Regions from separate parts of the Mus musculus genome. Here region 2 is linked to region 1. Evidence: chromatin contacts called from public Hi-C data. All regions are on one chromosome and are shown on one strand. Each heading gives the region's core, a stretch centred on a gene start, on an enhancer-like site or on the middle of the called end of the contact. The rest is flanking DNA. Distances are from core to core; before and after follow the strand shown.

What was found. Hi-C and Micro-C count contacts between places; a contact is called where the count stands out from the background.
Region 2: a Hi-C map of the N1E-115 cell line shows a contact between it and region 1, with 2.0 times the contacts expected there. The contact joins two enhancer-like sites. A contact is called at or near these places in 1 of 15 datasets of contacts at CTCF or cohesin (CD8 T cells), 4 of 484 Hi-C or Micro-C datasets (the N1E-115 cell line, cortical neurons, group 2 innate lymphoid cells and 1 more) and 5 of 115 datasets of contacts at active chromatin or transcription factors (bone marrow-derived macrophages, embryonic stem cells, liver and 2 more).

What each region holds. Positions count from the first base shown.
Region 1 is chr6:31,247,943-31,252,495 of GRCm38.p6, forward strand. All of the region lies in intron 1 of 2210408F21Rik (RIKEN cDNA 2210408F21 gene), which reads left to right. Among named protein-coding and RNA genes, the nearest start is that of Gm38782, 6.8 kb to the left of the region's middle. Within about 2 kb of position 3,264, at least 6 of the 459 cell types and tissues checked have an H3K27ac peak or open chromatin away from gene starts, as enhancers often do. A contact at or near this core is called in the N1E-115 cell line and pancreatic cancer cells, where this site is marked.
Region 2 is chr6:31,317,201-31,321,791 of GRCm38.p6, forward strand. All of the region lies in intron 2 of 2210408F21Rik (RIKEN cDNA 2210408F21 gene), which reads left to right. Among named protein-coding and RNA genes, the nearest start is that of Gm38782, 76 kb to the left of the region's middle. Within about 2 kb of position 1,506, at least 144 of the 459 cell types and tissues checked have an H3K27ac peak or open chromatin away from gene starts, as enhancers often do. A contact at or near this core is called in the N1E-115 cell line and pancreatic cancer cells, where this site is marked.

The sequences.
Region 1 (4,553 bases), core at 2,014-4,513:
TCTCAGTTCACAGGGAGCCGATGCCCAACTGGTCATGAATCCCTAGTGCAGCTGTGGACTCCTTGGTCTTTTATCTTTGATATGTAAGCAGTGTTTGCCTTTATTGACCCCAACCTACTTGTAATGTGTGTTACCTTCGACATCTCTCACCCTGACTCTATGGATGCGCCTTCATATTGTTTTAGGAGATTCTTTCTCTGGCCAGGCTTTGATATTCCTCTAGGGTTTTCAACAAATCTTTTTCTTTTTCCTAACACACCTTCCCAGACTCTCATTCACCACTCTGAATCCATTTCTGCTGTGTTATGTTAGTTTGCTTCTCTGTGACTATGATAACACACTGACAAGAGTAACTTGGGGAGGAAGGGTTTATTTCCTCTTACAAATCACAGTCCATCATCAAAGGAAGCCAAGGAACAGGGAGGCAAGATCTGAAGAAGAGACCACAGAGAAATTCTGCTTGCTGGGTTGCTTCCTCTGGCTTACTGAGCTGCCTCTTGTATATAGTAAAGGCCCATCTGCCTAAGGAAAGCACTGCCCATTGTGGACTGGACCCTGCTTCATCAATTAGCAATCAAGGAACTGACCTGACGATGTGCCCAAGGGCCAATTCGACGGAAGTCATTCTTCAGTTAAGATTCCCTTTTCTGCATGCAGTACGACTAAGTGTTTTGTCAAGTTACAAAAATTAACCAGCAAAGTTGTGTTGATGATTTCTAAAGCGATTTCATCCTGCTTCTAGATCCAGCTGCCTACCTCTCTGCTCGAACGTGGCCAAGGCTTAAATGTGTCTCTGCCTCCCCTGCAGCTTCTCCATCTCGTCTTCATATTTTTTGTTGTGTTAATGAATGACATCTGATCCACCCTGCATATATCCCAAATCAATCCCCAGTCTTGGCATCAGCCTTGGTGAAAGGCCACACTTTCAGTAGATTCTGTGTCCCCTAGCAGATGCTGTGTAAGCTTCTGTTTCATTTGGGCCTCTTTGCTCCGCCAGCCTCACCTCTCACTGATCTGGATGGTGTTCTCTGTCTTGGTTACATGGAAGAACTTCGAGATGCAGACACTCAGCCTGCAACCATTACCATGACTTCCCCAGGGTGTACCTTCCATGCTCCCTACCTGAAAAATACTTCCCACCGCCATGGATAGGACTGACTCCTGCACATCACAAACTGCCCACTCCTCTTCATAAAGTCCTGACAATCACCTCTGCCTTTACTGCTTTTATCTTGCCCTTTCCTGAAGGACTATATTTAGTGTATCTACCTTTATATTCTTAGTAGCAAAGAAAGTATTTGGTAAAAACTAGTTCGTCAAGAAAGAAAGAAAGAATGAATGAATGAATGAATGAATGAATGGCTGTAAATAGCAGAAGTGGGCTGGGAAGATTGCTGAGTTAGGAAAGTGCTTGCTCTGCCAGTATAAGAACTGGACTTTTATTCCCAATCCCCATATGGAAAGCTAAGGGCAGCAGTGGGCTCCTGTAATCCCACCACAGTCGAGGCAGAGATAAGAGGATCCCTGGGGCTTGGTGGTGCCGCGACGACATAGATGATAATGATGATGACAGCAATTACGGAAGAAGCTTGATGTCAACCTCTGGTCTCCATGCACATGTGCATGTGCACCTACCACATATCCACAAAGACAGGCAGGAACATGTAAAGAAATGCACACACATACACACAAACACACACAAAATGAGAAGGAGGAGGAGGAAAAAGAAATATCATGGGGTATTATTGTGAGAATATATAACAAAAGTTCTCATCAAAAGAATACAATTAGTATTTTACAACGCAAAAATATATGAAATCCCATTCACATCAAAAGTTACTTCCAAGTTGTCCCCTGTGGTCTTCTTTTCCAAAGCTCATTGCCCAGACTTTGAGCCATTTTCTGGGCTCACCCTAATATCCACCCCTTGACTCTCTGTAAGTGACTGAACTCGTGACTGGCTCCGTGTTGAGAACGTGGGGGATCAGAATAAGGTGAGTTGTTGCCTCAAAGCTTGTCTCTATCATTTCGTTTGTAACCATTCACTGCATGTCTTGAGCAAAACTCTGAAAATTCTCTCAAGTGACCGCACCAGCAGGTGTGTCTGGCCTCCCGGTGACTTGACTTGTTCCTACACTGTTTGTGTAGTCTACGAGTGCCAGGAAGCAGGAGCCTTTCTTGGGAGGCCAATTTTCCTTTTTTTGTTTCAAGACAAATTAAATTCTTCATCTTCGCTATATTGACTTCTTTAAAAATGTGATTTCTCATAGAGAAAAAGAATTTTGAGGAATCAGAAAGACTCGCTGCTCATGGTGGGGCACTTCTTGGGCCAAATGTGTGCCAAAAATTAGGGACAGGAGTAGTGTTGTCACAGACAGCTGTGCACCAGACATCTGGTTCCCATACAGCCCCTCCTACATCCCCAATTCCAAGCTTCCCCAGCCCCGTACTTGCTGCGACCAAATACCTGAGGAAAAGTCGAGGAAGGGAAGTTAGGGTACAAGCCATCATGGCAGGGAAGGCAAATCAGTAGTCGGACTGTGAAGCAGCTGGTCACATTATGTCCCCAGTCACCAGAGAGAGAGTGATGAAGGCCAGTGGGCAGCTACAGCTCCTTTTTATTCGGTTCAGGATCCCATTCCATGGAATGGTCCCATCTGAAGTCAAAATACATCTTCCATGTTCAGTTAACCTCTCTGGAAACACAGTCATAAGATGCAGCCCAGAGGCCTGTTTCCATGGTGATTCTAAATCCAATCAAGATGACTGAAGATTAACTGCCCTGCTGGCCTTCTAGAATGTACACTTCAGGGCGGGCAGAGAGCTTGTTTGGTTTAGTGCTACAGGCTCAGTACTTGAAACAGTATATGGAAGACACTCACCCAAAAATTTGTTGATTGAATGATGTTATTAAAGGTTCTTTGGGATTTTTTTTTGTTCTGTTTTTAAGGTGCTGAAATGTGCATGGGTCTCTGGGGCTCCAATACAGGTCTGGCCCATGTCCCTGTCCCACCCACCTTGACATTTTTATTGATGACTAAGATGATAACGTTGATGGCATGCTAAGCAGATTTCCAGATGACACACAAGTAGAGGGTTAGTAACTTAATGGATACAGTCAGAGTCCCCTCTACCCTAGTGCTGATGGGATGCAGTGGTGAGTCACCTGACAATATGAAGTTAATGGGTACAAATATCAAGTCCTCAAAGATCTCCGAATCCAATTAAACAGGTACAGAGTGGGCGCGAGATGACTTGCAAGCACACACACACGTCAGGAAGATTTAGAGCCTCCTGTGGCTTGTGAGTGGTGAGTCAACACCGTATGATGTCCCTTTCGAAAAAAATCAATCTCCTGTATTAATAGCAATAGAACATTGGAGAGTGGAGCTGGCTCTCCAGTGCTCACTGGGGAGCAGACCACATTCGCTCTGTTTTATGAATTCTGGGCTCAGACAGAGATATTGAGAGACAGGAGATTATCTAAGAAGAAAACAGAATGGTAAAGGTTCTGGTGAACACCATTATTCAGATACAGAGAGGATCAAAGGCCGTGATGAGTGTGTGTGTGTGTGTGTGTGTGTGTGTGTGTGTGTCACAAGCAGTTTAGATAGTTGTCTTCTAAATTCTGAACTTTAAGAGAAGATTAAATTTCTTCTGTGTCATTTTCTTCTGTGTCATCTAAATGTCTGACGGAGTGCCAGTTACTAGATGTAAGCAAGTGCATTTCAGTACCTTGGGGATTGATCACAAACTATATTCGCTTAGCCATCAAATAGACAACTGCAGGAAGGAACACATTCCTTGGCTTTGGTAGGTGCTCCATAAATTCTTTCTTATCTGAAAAGAAGAAAGAAACCACATAAGCCTTTGATGCATCTGAAATGGCATCGTAGTAGGTTCTACAGGAAGGAAAACACGTTCTTTCTGGGTGGTTCTCTGGTGGCAAGAGACAAACGTAATGATCCCTAGTAAAGGACTGGCGAATTGTTGCTCAATTATTTTGACAATAACCATTTAAGAAAGTACTTGTTGAGTATCTATTCTGGGTTAGGTGCAGCCACTATGTTGGGGATGTAGAGGTAGTTTGGAGAGAAAGCTGTTAGTATGGGGTGAGGGTGATGTAGAGATGGACAGACAGGTAAGTAGATCCTCAAGGTACTGTAACAGGTGCTTTGTGGGTAGTGGCAGAGGCAGTGGTGGTGTGCCTGTGTGTTCTTGACAGCATTGACATTTAACAAAGAAGAAGACCGAGGCACGAGCTTGAGATAAATTGCTTAGAGTAACATAGCTTCAAGGTGGAAAACTGGGGTTCGTGTCTGTGCGATGGACATTAGCAGATGTGCTTCTTGCTACACTGAGTTATCTTCACTAACACATCCCACCACCACCACCACCACCACCACCACCACCACCACCACCACCACCAAGAGCTAGAGCCCACACAACTGGACTCTGAGTCCAAGTTGCTTTCTTTCACATAACCCTGTTCCTTGGCAGATGTTGCATCCATATGGGAAGAAATGGTCACATAGGTACAAAAGTGGTTATGT
Region 2 (4,591 bases), core at 256-2,755, 68 kb after region 1:
CTCCCTCCCAGAAGAGCTTTGCCAGGAAATTTTGCTTGACCTTTTAGGAGAACTATCTCCCCTAGCTGCCAACCGCTGGGCAAATAAATGCACTTTGACCCAGGAAGGAAACAAGGGTCTTTATTAGGTCTTGAGGCCAGAGCCCTCATGAATGAGGTTAGTATCCTTACCCAAAAGGCCTCCGGAGTGGCTCCCACCCTACTCCACCCCCATACACACCCTGCCTCTCCTCTCACCAAATCAGAGCTCAGTAAGAACATGGCTACCTAGGAACCAGGGACCAACCCAAAGCACCTTGAGATGGGAATAGATGGACTGGTCTCCAGAATCAGGTGAACGGGGCCATTCTCAGCCTAGGCAAAAGGAAGATGGCAGGCTCAGGGCCATCGTGAATAGGCTTTTGGAATCCTGTCTCTAGCCTGCCTTGCTGCCTCCACCCCCAGTTTTCTCTGGGCCGCGTCTGAGGACCAGTAAGAGTAAAGTACCTCTTACTTTCAGATCTCTGTGGCTCTTCCTGGACCCCTGTCTCAAAATACTCCTCTCTTCCTCGGACTCAGTGCCAGACTGCTGGCATCCGACTTGTGTCCTGTGCAGGCTGCCATGTCTGGCTTTCCTGGGTTTATAATTGCCTCTGGTTAAAGTTTAAATAGATGGGTTTCAGCCCAAGAGAAGAATGTAAACAAGCCGTTTGTGCCGGGTCGGGCAGCTGACTCTCAGTGCTCGGGAGTTCTGCACTTGGGAAATTCACTTTGCTTTTCCCTAGCCCAGGGACTGAGCCTCTGCCACCACCACAAGGTTTTTCAGAGCCCTGAGTGCCTCTCCGAAGCCATTGAAGCCATCGAGGAGGCTTTTAGAGGACCCGCACTTTCCCTTTTAACTCAATTAAGCCATCAGGATCCTGTTCCCACTCCAGCGAGTGCGTCTGGTAGGAGGAGGTGAGAACAGGGTAGCAGTCTTCTCTGGGCTGACCGCCCAACAGGAAGGAGAGGAAGGGACTGTCATTTCCCAGCTGGAATTTTTTTTTTCCTCTGAGAGGAGGAGGGATTGAATTTGTTGCCCTAGGGTTTTTGTTTTGTTTTGTTTTGTTTTGTTTTTTGTTGTTGTTGTTTGTTTTTTGGTTTTTTGGTGAATGACCTCCAGTTAGGAGAATGGAGCCATTCCTGGCTGAGGAAGAGGGAAGGTGGTTGGACTTGGCTGTCTTTCCTCAGAAGTAAGCAGACTTATGTGTCTTTGTCAGGGTTTTGTCTGACTTCCTACATCTTTCTGTTTTGTGAGCTTTGTGTTCAGGAGTCAGGATGGATTCAGCAATACTTGGGGGGGGGGTGCTTTAATCAAGGATTTAATGGGATCCTTGACTTCTCTACTCAAAAGCCTCCCAGTAAGTCCCCATTTCTACTTCGGACGCTTCTGCGGAAGCTTCTGTGATCTGGCTCCGCCCCTCGCACCTCCCCCTTCACCTTCAACTCTCCCAGCCCTAAGCTGAACTCGGCTGAACTGGTTTGAACCCTTCCAACCCTGCAGTATAACACTCCCTTCTCTGCAGCGTCCCAGCACCTGGGCTTGCTCCCGACACAGCTCAGAGCTGCCTCCCCGTGTCCCCTGGGTTCCCTGCAAGCTAAGTGGACCCTTCCTCCGGTCCTCTTGAAGCCCTTTTCCCCAAACCCTGTTTCATGGTGTCCTTCAGCCAGCAAATATGTGTCGACTTCTCAACCTTGGTAAGTCGTCCTCTGAATGAAGGATCATTTCCCATCCCTCCCACACTGTCCAGTGTCAGATGTGACCCACAGTGTCCAAATAATATCCAATCTTTTAGGGGACTGGAGATCCAACTCAGGACCTTACACATGCTAAGTATCACACCACTGAGCTACACTCCTTGACCAACATTCAGTCTTTGTTTTCCAGTCCTGCTAAAAAGCTGTCTGTCTCTTAAAAGCTCTTGGAGTTGGGCTTTGGTGACACATGCTTGTAACAAACAAACAAAAAATCCAGACAAATAAGCAAACAGGAAATAGCTCTTGGGAGTATCAAACAGACAGGTTCAAATCTTAGTTCTGCGTCGTTTTGGAGCAGGACTCCTTCCTAATTCTGATTCTTGCAACCTCTACTTTCTCCATGTGGAAAAGGAAAGACAATAAAACCATTTATGGTATCCGTGCAAATTAAACTGGGATCTTTCCAGTAAAGAACTGAGCCCTTTACGCAGTGAGGAGCTGGCATCCCAGGCTTGAAGTCCTGTTGCCCCAGAGTCCACTGTAAAAGGCCGGTTACAGCTCTAATGTACTGCCAACAGGAAGGCCTGGCCAAAGTGAGCAGTCCCCCAGACCCGTGGGTTGGCAAACTCTGTAAGCAGTCTGCTAGCCTGGACATCTAGGTCTGTGTGGAGGGTGGTGGCCATCTGGTCCAGAATTATGCTATGAAGATAGTACATCTCCACAGCCATGGTGGCTTGTTACAAGAAGTAGGTGGACAAGGCTTGGAAGTAGGACATGAAAGACATCTCTATCTACCATGACAGGTTCACACACTCCAAGTTTTCAGGCTCTGGGACATGTGCTCACCTCCAGAAACCCTTCCCACAAATCCACCATGAGGACCAGGGTTTACCTTTGTAAAGAGAGTTAATGAGATTTTAATGTGATAAAAAGCAAGAAGAGGAGGAGGAGGACACCGTTCCCTCTCACCCTTACCTTCTCTTTATACTCAGAGAACTTAAATATTGAACATTATTCTCTGAGATGTGGATCTCACCCATCGATTTAAGGGCTATCAGATGCATTTCCATTTGCTGAGGCGACCTTCCTCTGTACAGCTACTGCTGCTTCTGACTGGATCTTGCAAGGTTTCAAGAGACTCCTCTTTTTATTTTTTATTATTTCTCTATCTATCTATTTGTTTGTTTGTTTGTCTGAGGCAGGGTCTCACCTGTGTAGCCTTGGCTGGCCTGAGCTTGATATTCAGTCCAGGTTGACTTTGAACTCATAGTGAACTCACAGCCTGCCTCTGTTTCCCCAGTGCTGGGGTCAAAGGTGTGTACCATCATGCCTGACTACTCTTATGGGTAGCACTGGACTTACTTATTAGTCACTAGAAGACATGGGTGAGGATGCTCAGGCACCAGTCAGCTCTATGTGTTGCTAATTTGCTCTTACCTTTAGCCCCTGGTGTGAGATCAGCTCCTCTCTGTCTATCTTAGAAGGGATGCCAATGAGGATACCCCTGTCTCTCTCCTTCACCAAAGTCAGTCACTTTTTCTCATGAGAGGGGGACACAGATCCTGCTCATGCTTTGAGTACACGTTGACACTCACTGTGTAGCGGCTACTAAGGTTAAAGTGGAAACAGCCAATGTCTGTGCTTCTAAACATTTCAATCTAACAACTTGTTGGCAGAAGGAAGAGAAAATGTCTAAGCCAGGACTGCAGGAGGCCGAGTCAGAGACAGTGGTGTCTTAGGCAAAGTTCCAAAGAGGGGTGAGCTGAGCCTTGGGGAGCCAGTGCATGTCTGTCAGGAGATAGACAATAGCTCTCCAGGTGAAGGAACCCAAGTCCAGTTTCTTCTGTTCTTCTCCTGACAGACAGCTTGAAGCCTTTATCTCTATCATCTCTAACCTGTGTGGCCAGCTTCTTCTTGGCCCAAGATCCCTAAGTGTTTATAGCTTTCCTAGCACCCACTCTGACATTAGAACTGACATTAGAAGCCACTGCTTTCTTCCACAGAGCCAACAAGCAGCTGGAGTGGTGTGAGTCCCAGGGTGAGGATGGCAGAGTCTAGGCTGTGTGTGGTGTGTGTGTGTGTGTGTGTGTGGTGTGTGTGTGTGTGTGGTGTGTGTCTGTGTGTGTGTCTGTGTGTGAGTGTGTGTGTGTCTGTGTCTGTGTGTGTTTGAGAGCCTATGAGTGAGTGTGCATTTGGATGGCATACTAGATATTTTTGTGTAGAGGTTGCCACAGAGAGCAGAAATGGAGCTACAAAAAACAAAGTGGCAGCTAGGCACCTCACAGGCAAACTGTTTCGAGAAGGGGAGCCTGAAACATTCCCTGGCCAAAACAAAAACAGGGCAGGAAGTTGCATCATGAGAGGAAGACTGCCAGGGCCATGCTGAAGAGACACAAATGTCACAAAACAAAAATAAAAAGTGTGAGTCTGACTTTGCCGGGGCACACACTGTTACAATTCTTTCTTCTTTATAGTGACATGAAATTACTGAAATCATATTTGGCCGAGCAAGCATGAAGACCACAGAAGGACAGAGATGGGAGATCGTCATTAGTTTAACAGTTACGTACACAATATTTTGTTTGTTTTTGTATCAGCAACTGATTACAACTTAGCTCTGTCCCTCTATGTAAATGTTTTATTCTGCAGAACTTAGAAATATTAAAAACAGGTTATGAAATTGCATCACCGAACCTCATTATTAGCACACACTGAGAAGTTCTAACACACATATGCTAACTATAGTAATGTGACTGATGACATCAGAGCAAGAGAGAGACCCCACTCCCACGTGTGTCACTACATTCATCATTTTGGTTCAAGTAAAAATGTTAGTCTCTTTACTAAAAGGAAGTGAATAGTTAAGTTTCCTTCTG